2 separate regions of the Canis lupus genome follow, and region 2 is linked to region 1. Evidence: chromatin contacts called from public Hi-C data. All regions are on one chromosome and are shown on one strand. The core of a region is the stretch at or near the end of the contact, and the rest is flanking DNA. Distances in the headings are between cores, read along the strand shown.

Region 1 (3,200 bases), core at 325-2,824:
GGATATCTGACATACTCCAAAAGCATCATTCAACTCAACAATGGACTTCCTCAGCTGCACACTCCCATAAGATCCGGCCCCTCCCCTTCAGGGGCTAAGAGAAAAGGAACAGGTAAACAAAGATTCCAGTGCCTAGAAGTAGGTGTAAGGAGTCAGGCCGACAGAGAGAAGGGGCTTCATCCCGCCTGGCTGGAGGAAGGGGTGGCCAGCTGTCCAGCAAGGCCTCAGAAGGGCCAGGTAGGGCTCTTCAGGCAACCCACTCGAGGAACCAGGACGTGCAAAGGCTAAGGGCTGGGTTCCGCTAAACCAGAACAGGTGGCCGGATAGGCCCGGGGCCCAGCAAGAAGGGCTTGTCATGCTGTCCTGACACACTTGGTTTAGATTTATTCCAAAAGCCACAGGGAGCCCATGAAGGATCACGACCAGATTTTCAATTTCAAGGATTATTGCTCCAAGATCCCAGTTTAAACATCTTTGGTGAAACGTCTTTGAGCACAGATCCGGGGCCACTCCAGTCTCAAGGGTCAAATCTGTGCCTCCAGTTCACCACCCAGACGTGTTTGGATGACACAGAGTGCTTCATCAAACAGAGTGGGGGTGGGAAGAGATTACATCAAAATGGACTTATTCTAAAGCTACTCATTTGGTTTATTAAGAGGCCAAGTATAGAATTCATTTGACTCATTTATTTCTGAGTCAGCTAGGAAGGCTGCCGGCAGGCCCGATGTCTCCAGGTTGGTGATTTCCAACTGTGTAATGATACCTTGACCATTTGTGCAGGCGTATGCAATTTACAAAGTGCTTTCACATCAAAAATCTCACTGGCTCTCCCAGTAACAAGCCCAAGAGGTGGATGAAACAAGTTTTCCAGATGAGGAAGCAGCTCGGTGAGGTTACGTGGTGTTCCCAAGGGTCAGATGCCCAGTGTAGCACAGGACCCAACCTTGAACTCAGCTCGCATCCCCAATCCTGTCCATTACCACGGCTTATCTGTTATGTTCATGACTGAGCCTAAGCCTGTGAATCAAATCTAAGGCACTGCGTTACTGCGGCCCACGTACTAATAGAAAGGCATATACACAAAGCACAAGACGCTCCAGGTTTTAATCATGTCCGTATCCGAGAGCTGCTTCACAGAGTGAGCATACATTCAGTAGCCCTCATTCTGCAAACCTATGGAAGGAATAAATGCAAGAAACACATGCTCAGCCCTAATCCCTGCTCATTTCCTCCTGGCACCTGTTTCTGCCCCCACAGGCACCAAACACTTTAACAGCTGGCAGAAATAAGAACCAAGAGATAACCACTGTAGATCAAGTCCTCACCAAAATTGTGCTTAGGAAATAACAGAGAAAGAACCACCCAGATTTTTAAAAAAAGCAATAAAAGAGGGCACCAAAAGGTCTCCCACACTCTCCTGGATCATTCATTCACAGCAAACCAGAGGGTCTCCTGATGGAAAACAGACACAGACACACACACCACACACACCACCCGTCTCGCTGCCCCTCACCCCCCAAAAACAATAGTGCTGGGAAAGGAAGTCCTGCTCCTACTGCAGAAAACAGGTGTGTGAGGAAAGAGCTGCACTGGGAGGATAAAGGAGCAAAACTGGCTATATTTTGTTAAACCTTCTAGGATTCCTGGTAACCAAACAGTGCCGCTGATGACATTTCTGACATTTCGATGCTCACTGGCCTTCCTCTTCATGGGTGGTGGGGCTTGACAGACTTACAAAATTAGAACTTAAAATCCAATTTAGGCCTCTGAGGCAGCACCAGCCCTCAAAAACAGCTCTCAAGAACTTCAACCAGTAGGGTTCCCCTTTCTAACACCCTCATACATCCTATGAATACGAGTAATTATGTATAATGTTCCCATTACTCATGCTGCCTCATTAACATATCTGGGCAGCTTTTGTTTACCACAGGGCCCGGACCTTGGTGAGGATGAGGGCCAATGATTGCCCCAGCGCTGCCCCCCCCCCCCACCCCCACCCCACCCCACCACAGTCCCATAAGCAGCAAAGGCAAGGGCAACAATACAAGGAGGAAAAAAAAGAGAGAGAGGATCCAATTTGTGACAGCCCCTGCGAAGAAAGCAGGTTCCTGCAGGTTCTCAGAAGCCTGGAGAGCTAATGTGGCCCAGCCGGCCCTGGCCCTAAGATATCACCGAGACAGTGGGTGGGGACACTCACAAAAATATAGAGTACAAACCAGTCAGTCCCAAAGGGTACTGGGATCTCAGCTCTTTTTTCCAATGAGAACTCAAGGAGACAGCCAGCTGGGGAAAGAGGGTAGCTCCACCAACTGGTGTTTAAAAAAACAACAAACACAAACATGTACTTGAGACGGATGCACTCCTTCTGTTCCAGGGACGCTGACAACCTGCCTTAACTTCCCCAACTTGCTTAAGCAAAAAACCTCTCTGAAGCCTGCCAAGAGCCCTTGTTGTGATCTTTTCTTCCCCTTTTTTGGGGTTACGGTCATCATTTCATTTTACCGCTCGTTCACCTGGACCAAAAAGTAGGAAAGAGATATGCAGTCTTTAACGTCCTGGCCAGTGTCTAGCTGCCTTGATTTTCTCTTCTGTAAAATGGACTCAAAAGCCTTTTTCTGGTGTGAACTCACTATGGAAACAAACGTGGGCGGTTATTTCCGAAGTGACTGGGCCTTCTCTTCACAATGCTTTCAGGAGGAGTGGGTGTTGTGTGGCCCATCTATGGTGTTTTCTACAATCCAAGCTCTTCCGGCACATTTCTTTAAACTTCAAAGAGAACCCCAGGAGAGATAGGCACCATTCTCACAAGATTAGCAAAACCTGTTGTAAAACAGTGTGGAAGTGGAAAGAAATCCAGACAGATACCCGAGAGGCCCAGGATGTACTCCAACAGCTCCACTCAGGCGGGACCTAGACCTCACCCTATGGGATCTACTTCTGTAAAACACAGACCCTTTCTGATCCCAGGTGTCCTCAGAGACAAGAGATGTATAGCCACCTGCAAGCACTGACAGGAACAGAAGTCCCGGAAGCAGGCAGGTTTACCTGACCATGAGCCAAGGGGTATCCGGCCAGCACTGCCACTTCCTCCAAGATTCAGCTCTACTTTTAGTGACTGTATTCTGAATCGGCAATGAATGAAAAATCCCTTATTACAAAGTGTGAGGCTGGGGCACCTGGGTGGCTCAGTCAGTTAAGCA
Region 2 (3,200 bases), core at 374-2,873, 99 kb before region 1:
AGGGAGGCCTCAAGACAACTGCCCATAGGAGAGGGGAAGACCACGGTGGGACAAGTGGCTGCCACTGCAGGTCACATTCCAGCAACATTCAGAAGGTGGGAGCCAACTTGGTGCTTATCTGGAATGTGTGAGAAAGGGGGAGTTGGGGCAGCTCAGTGGGTGAAGCATCTGCCTCCAGCTCAGGTCATGATCCTGGGGTCCTAGGATAGAGCACCTGGGTCAAGGTCCCTGCTCAGCGGGGAGTCTGCTTCTCCCTCCCCTCCCCCCTGCTTGTGCTCATTCTCTCTCTCAAATATTTTTTTAAAAAATAAAGAAAAAAGGGAGAGAGTCAAAGATAAACTCAAAAATCTTTCATCTCAGGAAATGGAGTTACCTCTGGGCAAAGGGAAGGCACTTCTGAGAAGACTACTCTGGAACAGAGAGAAGGGAAGAACCAGAGTTTAGTTTTTAGGCATCCTAGTCTGAGTTACTTATCACTTGCCCTTAGGAGAGGTCAGAGTTCAGGCCTTGGATCAGATCAGGACTAGAGATCTCAACATAACCACAGTAGTTTAAAAAAGCGTGTTTTTGTATACCATAATTTATAAAAGGGCAGAAAACACAGTTTACCGGTCCATGTAAAAGTTAGGAACGAAGTCCAATAAAGGACTGGCTGACCTGGACGAGTCATTTTATGGTGAAGAAGGTTTTTAGGGCCTTAGGGAAAATGATGCTTTAAAATAGTGAGTGAAGGCAGAGGGGTGACCACAGGAGAAGAAATTAGAGGTCTCACTAGAGTCATTCTATAAAAATCCATTGGACACCACAGCCCTAATTCACCAATGATGGCAGGTCAATATGGTGGCAGTGGTCAACACAGGTGACACTGGGGTTCATGAGCAGCTGATGGTAAGAAAATTCTACTCAGCTCTGTGAAGTCCTAAATAAAATCAATCACTCCATGGGGGCAGGAGGGGGGGTGTTGGCATCCCTTCCTCTCTTGAGGCTTCACATGCAAATAAGGAAAATGACAAACATCCACCCCAAACAGAAAGAGACAGGTAACCAAGAAGACAGGGGGCTGAGGCCTTTGCTCACAGGTAGTCAAAATATGGTCACAAGATGGCCCAGAGAGGACTATGCAGTGAAGTTTTCAAGAGGTCACAAAACAAACATTTGTGTGGAGTTACCAACTATACCCTGTTCTCTCTCAGATGGGTCCAGGAAGGTTCCAGAGTAGCTCCTTCTGGATGCCAGCAACTGGGGGGACCCATAGACACAAAGGCTGTTGGAGACAAAAGAGCAGAACACTACAAAACCCAAAGGAATAAACCCTAAGACCTGGAGAGAGGAAAGAGAGAAACACCTTTATGTGACCTGCTGCCATGAGTCACACCCCACTGCTCCAACTATGCTGTGCTTTTTCTTTGTGGATTCCTCCTTCAGTAAACCTGGAGCACCTGAAGCAAAGATTCTCACCTTCAAAATTCTCTTCACTGGTTTACCAAAAACAAAAACCCCCATATTCTTATCTTCCTAATAAAAATAAGTCTTTTTCTCATCGTCCCAATAAGAGGACATGTGTTCAGATTTGAGCAGCCCCAGAAGCTCTTATCTAGAATGCTACAGGTGGGTCAAGGTTGACTGCCCTGGAAACCCCCATGAGGAGCTTTATCAAGTACAGACCTCACTTCCCTTCTGACTTTGCTGATTGGGGTTGTGGCATGTGCCCCGAGATTTTTAATAAGCCCAGAATCACACCTCTAGGACACAGTCCTGGGACCACCCACCTATAGACACTCCCACCCTCGGTGAAAGGCAGTCTCACAGCATTAATAGGATCTATATTCTGACAACTCCCCAACATCGATCCATGTATATACATTAGGAGCTTCAGTAATGGTTGAGCAAATGAAGCTAAGAAAACAAAGAAACTCACATTAACTATGGAAAGAGCTATTGAAATAGCCCCAGAACATCCTAATACACTGCTGACTGTTTTTACAGAAATTCTCTAAGATCAGGCATTCTGTATTCTCTGAAATACTGTGTGTGTGGGGGGGGGGGGGGGGGGGGGGGGGGCCTTTAGCAGATACTCAAGCTTTTGTTCCTTGAAACATAAACCAAACACCTACTAGCTTGAAGGAAGTGAATTGAACAGCTATAAACTACTCAAAGTTTCCAGAGGTCCCAATGAATGAGGGATACCCTGCATGTCTGAGTCAGAGAATGGTTCTGATTTGCCAATAATAAATACAAAAATAACATCTCAGTACAAGTATCATGAGGGATGCCTGGATGGCTCAGTGGTTGAACGTCTGCCTTTGGCTCAGGATCCTGAGGTCCTGGGATCAAGTCCTGCCTCAGAATTCCCACAGGGAGCCTGCTTCTCCCTCTGCCTATGTCTCTGCCTCTCTCTGTGTCTCTGATGAATAAAGTATTTTTTTAAAATTTACAAGTATTAAGAAACCAGGTTAAGACTGCTACAGATTTAATTCCATCAGGAGGGGACAGATTTGAAGTGTAGATACTCTCTGACCCAATATCCCATCATAAGGAACAAAACTAAATTGGGGTCAACTTCCTAGGGGCGGGGGGGGGGGGGGGAGAAGCCTCCACACATTCTTTGAGTTTTTCTTCTCATTTACCCAAATCTCAAGCTACTGCCAAATAATCCTAGATCCCAAGTTACTACCTGAAGGACACAGCTGAAGCATCTACTCCTCTTCTTGTACAGTCAGAGCAGGGAGATGGTGAGGCTATACATTCTGGGAAACGTCCTGCTCACCAGTAACATATAATTCCACTTTTGTCTCCAGAGAGACTGAGTGGCCTGCCGGCTCTCTTTTTGTTCCTAACATTCCCCAGTTATCAGGGTAGCTTTCAAAAAGAACTTCTCTAACTCCACACACAAGAGAAAAAAGATCTTGTCCTCCTAATAGGATAGTAAGGGATGGATTTTATCTTTAAAATTGATGTAAAACTGGGGGGGGGGGGGGGGGAGCGGGTAGCCAAATAGAAAACACACACGAATTTTTAATGGCCAGTTGGGGTTTGACAAACTTTTTCAGCCCATTTTACAAAAGCCCTGACCTCAAAGAAAACACTTTCCAAGCCTAACATACATGCCCACACAAAGAAACACAGCAGGCACTCCCCAAGGGCCAAAATAAAATGCTCTCTAGTAATTACCATAAATAGAAAAGGAGACCAGCTTCCTG

The links. A called contact is a pair of places that touch in the nucleus more often than the background predicts.
Region 2: a contact with region 1 is called in a Hi-C map of blood, with 1.6 times the contacts expected there. The contact joins two enhancer-like sites. A contact is called at or near these places in 2 of 9 Hi-C or Micro-C datasets (both in blood).

Annotation. Positions count from the first base shown.
Region 1 is chr35:15,784,050-15,787,249 of UU_Cfam_GSD_1.0, reverse strand. All of the region lies in intron 1 of JARID2 (protein Jumonji), which reads right to left. Among named protein-coding and RNA genes, the nearest start is that of JARID2, 9.1 kb to the right of the region's middle. Within about 2 kb of position 1,574, at least 4 of the 20 cell types and tissues checked have an H3K27ac peak or open chromatin away from gene starts, as enhancers often do. A contact at or near this core is called in blood, where this site is marked.
Region 2 is chr35:15,883,309-15,886,508 of UU_Cfam_GSD_1.0, reverse strand. All of the region lies in intron 1 of JARID2 (protein Jumonji), which reads right to left. Among named protein-coding and RNA genes, the nearest start is that of JARID2, 110 kb to the right of the region's middle. Within about 2 kb of position 1,623, at least 1 of the 20 cell types and tissues checked has an H3K27ac peak or open chromatin away from gene starts, as enhancers often do. A contact at or near this core is called in blood, where this site is marked.